2 separate regions of the Rattus norvegicus genome follow, and region 2 is linked to region 1. A link is a contact called in public Hi-C data. All regions are on one chromosome and are shown on one strand. The core of a region is the stretch at or near the end of the contact, and the rest is flanking DNA. Distances in the headings are between cores, read along the strand shown. Region 1 holds the start of Mad2l1bp (MAD2L1 binding protein). Region 2 holds the start of Hsp90ab1 (heat shock protein 90 alpha family class B member 1).

Region 1 (4,057 bases), core at 711-3,210:
GGCTTGTAGGAGACACTTGGAGGAGCAAGAGGAAAGTGGGAAGGATCCTTAAAAAAAAAAAAAAAAATAGAATTTCATGGTCCTGAAGGGCATGATAGCTATAATCCCAGCCCCAGGGCTGAGGTGGGAGGAATACTGAAAATCACAAGCTAATCGGACCAGGAGATGGCTCATGCACGCGGGAGGCAGAGGCAGGTCGATCTGTCTCTGAGTTTGAGGCCAGCCTGGTTTATATAGAGTGAGCTCCAGGACAATGAAGGTAACACAAAAAAACCCTGTCTTAATAGAAGAAGGAGAGGAGAGCGAAAGGGAGGGGAGGGGGAGGGGAGGGGGAGAGGAGATGGGAGGGGGAGAGGAGATGGGAGGGGGAGAGGAGATGGGAGAGGAGATGGGAGGGGGAGGGGAGGGGGAGGGAAGGGGAGGGGAGGGGGAGAAGAGAAGAAGAAAGGAGAGGAGGAGGAGGAAGGAAAGAAAGAGAAGATGAAGAAAATCATTAGAATCTGAAACCTAGAAATTCTTCCAAAACACACTAAAACAAAACCAGAAAGAGAGGTAAAATGTGGTAAGAAAAAGAACTTCAAATGTAAAGAGCTGGTTCAGGTCTGGGGATGTAGCTCAGTAACATAGCATTGTAGCATGTGAGAGGCCTTGGAGAAGGGAGGGGAGAGGGAGAAGCTAGAGGGAAGGAGGTGGAGATATGGAGAGGGACAGGGAGAGGGAAAAAAGGAGGGAGGTTGGGAGAGAGGGAAAGAGAGACAAAAAGAGGCAGACGGAGACCATCTAGTCTAAGGAAAGGCCAGATGTGGTGAAGCACACTTGTGACCTCAGAAGTCACTGGGGAAGTTGAGGTAGCCAGGTTTCAGAGACCAGCCTAAACTACATAGTGAAATCCTATTCCCGATAAAAAATTAAAGAACAAATCCATAATATCCGTATACACCACATAATAGGAAGAATCTCAGAAAAAGAACAAGAGGGGTTGGGGATTTAGCTCAGTGGTAGAGCGCTTGCCTAGGAAGCGCAAGGCCCTGGGTTCGGTCCCCAGCTCCGGAAAAAAAAAAAAGAAAAAAGAAAAAGAACAAGCGAAAAAAGTGAGAGACCCAGAGACCCAAGTGCAGAGAAAATGAGGCAAGGAAGCCTTTGCAAAAGCCTAGACTTCCACGGAGGCTGAGACGTCTTAGGTCACTTTTCTAGTTGCCCACCATCTAAGGGCCCATAAGTCTTCCGAATTTTCTCAGGAAGCCTGTACATACCTGGGGAGAAGATTTCTGGTAGAAGTGCTTCAGCTGTTCATAGGGCAAAGGGAGCTGTTGGCGTTGGTACATGATATGCTTTAGAAGTTCACAAGTGAACTGGCAGCAGCCTTCCTGGCTCACGGGTCCAGGAAACACCACCGGTACCAGGTCTCTTGGGCAAAAGGGCTCCACAGAATTGGAAGGTTCCTGGACTGGCGGGATGACGGTCTCAAGATCTACCCCGGGTGCACGAGTTTCTTCCGGTTTCTCAGTCCAATCCAAATCTAGTCCATAAATGAAAAAGGTAAAGAAAGGAGGGGCGATGTCACAATAAGCGTTAGGTTTCTTGTTCCCAGGGGCTCAGTCAGCAGACACTCCCATAAGTGACAGGAAACCTGATCCGGGCTGGGGGCGATTTAAATGACATCAGGGCCAGAAGAGGGACTTTAGGGAGGCTTTGCTCCGAGTTGGGGCCAGGACACCCAAAGGAACAGAACAGAAGAAAAATTCCACCCAGGGCAACTCGCAGAGACAGGGAGGACTGGGACACCGGGAACCACTGGGATAGGAAGGAACGCCGGAGGAAATGTCAACCACTAAATGTCTCTGGGGAGGTAGCAGCAGGGAAGAAGCGAGCTCCCAAGTAATGGATCCCACGTCTTACTTGGGGCAGCAGCAGGGGACAGCTCCGACCGATCCTCCTGCCCGGATGCGGCCATCGTGACTGCCAGCTTAGTAGTCCTGCAGTTAAAATAGACGCCGCGCAAAGGATCATGGGAAGCTTAAACTCCACTTCCGGCTCCTAGCAGCCGGAAGGGACTCAGCACGGCCGCTGAATGGTGAAGCTTGGACTGAGAAGACTTGAGCCACACCCAGGCCAGGGAGCGCTTGGCTCATCCCTCTAGGGCTGGGTCTGCCTTTCTAAGGACGCATCCATTCACTCCAGTTCCCTGAACACCTCACTCTCCCGGCGTCTGCTTCATTCCAGGGCCCTGTCCTAGGTGCTGGAGACGCAGCCGCTGTCAAGCCACTCTCCAGCCCTGTTCTTAAGAGGTTCATGCCTGGCCTGGGGCACCTGATCCAAAGCGGGTAGGGCGGGGTTAGGTGCCCGAAAGGGTGGTTTCCGGAATGTATGTACTGTGACTGGGTAAAAAGGATAATCCTAGTGAGATCTTGAGAGATACACTCTCTTTTCAAAGACTCAAAGAAGTTTATACTGAGAATGCTAGGCTGACTCCGTGGGAGAATTCAAATAGGCAGTTCAGGAGAGTATGCCTAAGAACCGGGCAGGTTCAAGCAAGTCAATTACTAGGGGGAAAAAAAATCCCCGACTTAAGGCAGCTGGTCAAAATTGCCCTGCCATCAGAAGCTGCCCGGCCACCTAGTCAGCAGCAGTTTCCAGACTTCTTAGCAACAGGTTCCACACTTCCCCAGCAATAGTTTCCAGACCCCCAGACCCCAGCCCCAGCCCCAGCAATGGTTCAGGAATGTCCTTAGAGATAGAGCTGAGATTAAGTGAGCGAGATAGAGGTCACTTACCCCTCCCCGGAATTCCCCTAAGATGCTTTAAATCCACCTGTGAGCTCCCTTCGGGTCTTTCTATCTCGGTAATGGGAGACCCCAGCAGAAAAAAACCCACTTTGTGTTTACATACTATTTGAGGCCAGGGTATAATTCTTCGGCGAATCATGGACCCTTACAATACTATAAAGAGTTAAGGGGGCTGGGGATTTAGCTCAGTGGTAGAGCGCTTGCCTAGCAAGCACAAGGCCCTGGGTTCGGTCCCCAGCTCCGAAAAAAAAAAAAAGAAAAAAGAAAAAAAAAAGAGTTAAGGTTTTTAGATGGGCAGTGGTGGTGCACACCTTTAATCCCAGCACTCAGGAGGAGGCAGAGGCAGGCAGATTTCTGAGTTCGAGGCCTTCCTGAATCATTAAGGTGGGAGTAGATAAACAGAATCAAGGTCATGACAGGACTTCCTAAGTGATGAAGTTTCAACTTGATCTCATGTAGGGGGATGGGTAAACTTTTTCAAAGTAAGGAATCCTGGGAGATACTACAGAGATAAAGAAGCTTGCTGCCAAGCTTAATGCCTCACAGCCATCTGTAATGGGATCTGATGCCCTCTTCTGGTTGTGTCTGAAGATAGCTAGAGTGTACTCGTATACCTAAAATAAAACTTAAAATGTTATGGCTGGTCGTGGTGGCACACACCATTAATCCCAGCACTGGGGAGGCAGAGGCAGATAGATCTAGAGTTTGAGGCCAGCCTGGTCTATAGAGTGAGTGCCAGGATAGCCAGGGTTATACCGAGAATCCCTGTGTCAAAAGTGGGGTAGTATACAAGTCAAACGTGATGATAATGAATCAAAGACACTCATTTCAACATGGCTAGGGACACGGGGTTGAGCTTAAGAGAGTACATGAATCCTGGGTTTGATTCCCATCATTACAAAAAGTGCAACCCGGTCCAACCCAAGCGACTAACGAACACGTAAATGGGTTCCTAAAACATTCTTTGACATATATACACTTTTATCACTTACTAAGGACAAAATCAAATCTGCACACTAAGAAGATAGATGACTTGTTTCTCTTGTAGGAAGATAAACTGACTTGATATTTACTCCCAAGAAACAAAACACTAAGCCTTTGTTTTCTATTACTAAACCATTATGTTTCTATAAGAATGCGTAAGTTTGGGGCTGGAGAGATGACTCAGTGGTTAAGAGCACTGACTGTTCTTCCAGAGGTACTGAGTTCAATTCCCAGCAACCACATGGTGGCTCACAACCATCTGTCATGGGGATCCGATGCCTTCTTCT
Region 2 (3,942 bases), core at 45-2,544, 600 kb before region 1:
TCCATGGTGCACTTCCTCAGGCATCTAAGAATGAAAGTCTTATTAAAAGTTCAGTTCAAACTTCTTTAATCTGGGTAGTACCCATTCCCAAGACTAGAACCGCCATTTGTTTAAAAAAAGAAAGAAATAAAAGAAAGACCTTAAAGCTACAGTGGCAAGACAAATCAAGAATGGAAAAAAACCCAAAGGATGGCTCTTCAAACTAATGTCCAAATGTCAGACTTTTTGAACGGCATATTAAGAGTTCAGCTCCCTGACTCAGAACAGAACACCTGCCGATATAGTAAAAATCCAGACTGAGTTAACTATACAATAAGATCCCCAATTTCTTCTTCATTCTTCACTGGGGTTAAGTATCAACTTTAACAGAAAGAGCAGCCTCCCGTAAACGGATTTGTGCTCTTCCCCTCGGCAGGGCAAGAAAACCCGAAGCTATAGTTCTGGAAGGACTCAAAGGGCAATTAAATCAGGACAAAGAGGTAAAAAGCTCCACCATGAACGCTGAACTGTGCAGACTTGCATAGGCCCAAACACAAGTAAAATGGTGGCCCAGCCGTCCGGCGACCCGGACATGCGTCGCCAGGAGACTCACGGGGAGGGGGCGCCACTGTAGCCCTCCCACCGCCCCAGCATCCGGGCACTGGGGCGGGGCGCCCGAGGCTTCCAGAACAATCTGAGCTCCCGGGAGGGGAGGAGTAAGGGAGGGACCTAAGAATCTCCCCGTACCTGCTCCCTCCCCGTTTCTCCTCCCACTCCACGGGGAGGGCAGCAGAAAGATCTGGAAAGGGACAAACGCAGTGGGTTCAAGCGTTCCTGCCAACCCTTGTACCCCTCCCCAGAACAAAACACGTTGGGAAACGCGTCCGGGGGAGGTAGCCAGGCCAACCTCGTCTTGCTGAGTCATGCACATAGCAGCCCGCCACCGCGCGGACCCTATGGACCCTGCAGCCGCGCCCGGAAGTGGAGGGCAAACATGGCAGCGTCCCGGGTCGGCGGCTACCACGTGCGGCCGCCCACCACCTGGCCCGGCCGCACCCCCACCTCACGCTCTGGGGAATCCACCGGCCCCGGGGGAGCCTCGCGGTGCAAGCCCGCCGGGGTCCACCATGAGCCACTGGAGACATTCTAGGCACATTATCCCCGCAGACCGCCCAGCCCAACAAGGAGCCTTTAGTTCAGATGAGATGTTGGCGGAGACCCCAGGAAGAAGACCCACGGAGCCGCCAAGTACAGGAGAGCGCGGCCTTACCTTGACGAGAAAGCCGAGTAGTAGTACAGAGCAGGGTGGGCCCGGACCACGTCCGACTCGCACGGCAAGCCTAGGCTGCGCGGGGGTGACTCAAGAGAGCTCCCAAACGCCCCCGACCGCCCTATATAAGGCGAAGCACAGCCCTAGCCCCGCCCTTGGATCCCTCCGCCTTAAAGGAGTGGCTGCCAGCCACGCACCTGCCACCGCCCGCCCACCTTGACGTCATGCTCGCAGACCGGGGAGGGGGCGGGGAAGAGCGGGACCCCGGGCCTGGGCTGCGAGTCAAGGCCAATTCAATAGCGTTTGGTACCCTCATTTCTGCATGAGTAGGACATGTAGCCCTCAAGATGGCCAGGGAGCATGCATATGCTATTAGGGGATGTATCTGCGGCGAATACCCCACGGACTCGCGCAGAAAATTCGATGTAGGCGCTCCCACCCTCAAGAGTCCAGTCCTCAAGGGACTTCTGAAAGAGAACGGAGGTGACCAATTCGGCTGCCATTTTCAGACCCGATCTTACTAGAATGTTCCCTACAAATCGCACATCGAGAGAAAAGGATGATAAGAAATTCGTTGTCCAACTTTAAGGAGTCCCTGATCCCCACCCTCCCCGGTACAGCGAAGCGGCAGGCGGGGAGCAGCTTCTCCGAGGGGAGGGGCGCGGGCCTGGGCTAGCAGGGACTCTTTGGCGGCCTGTGGCGGAAGGAGCAGCAGTGGCGGTGCTTCGATTTCTTCCAGCAGTTTCTAGGCCTGTCTCGGCGGTCTCAACCCCTCCCCCCGAGGCTCCACCTCCCCTGCTGCGGCGGGGGCTGTGTCTTCATCGCCTTTCGGCTGGTTCTTTTTCTCTGCCACGATCTTAACCTGGGGAAATATTTTCCCCAAGTCTCTGTACCATGGGCTACGTTTGTACGACTCGTGGCCCTGGAAGGCCCACATTACTGTGGAGGTGTGGAGCGCAGAGGGGGGAGGGATGGCTGACCTGGATCGGTCACAGGGCACGGGGGCTGTGGGGGTGAGTGACTGCGGACACCTTTCTGTGAACAGAGACGGGAAACCGAACGCTACTGGGTAGAACACTCCCCAACCCTCAGCCTCCCGGGTCGCCCACGTACAAGGCGCGCGGGGACATGTGCCTTCCCTTTGCGAGCACAAGCTGTTTCTCAAGCTGGTTTCGCTTTTCTAGCTAGCCCTCTTCCCTACTGCAGCTCTTTGAACCTAGAGAGGAGGAGGTCACGGTCTTTGCAGATTAACGAGAGCTCTAAGGTATCCGCATGAAGATGCTGGTCACAGGTTGGCCGGGTTCCAGGAGCCAGAACCAAGTTGCACCAGTGTTTTGGTTCTGGAGGTGACCCGCCATGCCTTGCCTGTCCTTCAGCTGGCAATCTAGCCTTGCGGTTTTCCAAGGCTGCATCTGGAAGCTTGTTGGACTGATGAGCCCTCCTGGAGAGAATGGCCACTTTGTAAATGGTCCTCTGCTTTCTTAGCTCGCTCTGGCCCGGTGCCCCTGCACCACCGCCCACACCTTTGTTCCCGGTGCTTGCATGCAGCCTATCTAAAGTGAATTCATTGTTACACAGTAGTTGCTTTCTTCCTTGCCCCTCTGTCCACTCCATCTGGTATCATCCCACCCTGCACCCTCTGTATCCTCTCCTTAATTGTAGCGTGTGTGTGTGTGTGTGTGTGTGTGTGTGTGTGTGTGTGTGTGTGTGCGCGCGCGCGCGCGCACGTGTCTGTGTGTGTGTGTGTGCGTGTCTGTGTGTGCGTGTGTGTGTGTGTGTGTCTCCCATAAAGAAATCAATATATGAGTAGGATTGTCAGGAAGGCCCTAGGGTGTTGGATTGATTCATAATCTGAAACCAGGAACTCAACGCTGATCTCTGAGCTGGACATTTAGCTCCCGGGTAGTGTTTCCCTGACCCACAAACAGCCCTGACTGCCTCTACTTGGCCCCTGAATGGTTGAAAGCTACTCTATACATTTCATGGACAGGAAAAGGAAGGGTTCCGTGAATAACCCTTCCTAAACCCAGGGTCCTTCCTGTTCTGAAAGTGGAGTGGGAGCCAAGTCTGAAGGAGGCCAAGAGTCTCGGTAAGAGTTTCCCTTTGGCTGCCTCCCAGCAATGACAGGACCAAGGCTCCTGGGACTGACTTTCTCAGATGAGAAACGTTTGCTGGGCTGAGCACATCTGTAATTCCAGCACCAGGGAGGCAAGAGGAGTGCACAGTACAGGCCGAGGTGGGCTAAGAGTGAGACCCTGCTGCATTAGAGCAGAAAAATCGTTTGCATCAACCTAGAAATTCCTTTTAGCTTGGCGTGGTGGCACATATCTGTTCCAGTATTAGGGTGGTTGAGACAGGAGGATGCCTGTAATTCCAAGTATGCAGTACCAGACCAGTGAAGGGTTATACTAGCAGACTCTGTCTCAGAAATCAAGGGGGAGGAGGGTTGCTTAGGGAGCATGATGACTCCATAGGTAAAAAACATTTGCCCTTGTCCTCCACCTGACAGACTAAAACCTCAATTTGATGCCCGATCCCATAGTGAAAGGAAAAACCTGACTCCTGAAGTCATCCTCTGACTTCTTTATGCGCTTGTGCCCATACGTACACACACACACACACACACACACACACACACACACACACACACACACACGCAAAAGATACATTCTCTTTGGGGGAAAGGTGTGATG

The links. Hi-C and Micro-C count contacts between places; a contact is called where the count stands out from the background.
Region 2: a contact with region 1 is called in a Hi-C map of hepatocytes, with 2.1 times the contacts expected there. The contact joins the promoter of Hsp90ab1 here to the promoter of Mad2l1bp in region 1. A contact is called at or near these places in 1 of 12 Hi-C or Micro-C datasets (hepatocytes) and 1 of 1 datasets of contacts at active chromatin or transcription factors (oligodendrocytes).

The regions. Positions count from the first base shown.
Region 1 is chr9:22,327,602-22,331,658 of GRCr8, reverse strand. Mad2l1bp (MAD2L1 binding protein) reads right to left here and starts at 1,960. Exons shown (of 3, transcript NM_001009699.1): 1 at 1,900-1,960; 2 at 1,254-1,519. The coding sequence starts at 1,954.
Region 2 is chr9:22,927,775-22,931,716 of GRCr8, reverse strand. Hsp90ab1 (heat shock protein 90 alpha family class B member 1) reads right to left here and starts at 1,294. Exons shown (of 11, transcript NM_001004082.3): 1 at 1,250-1,294; 2 at 1-24. The coding sequence starts at 24.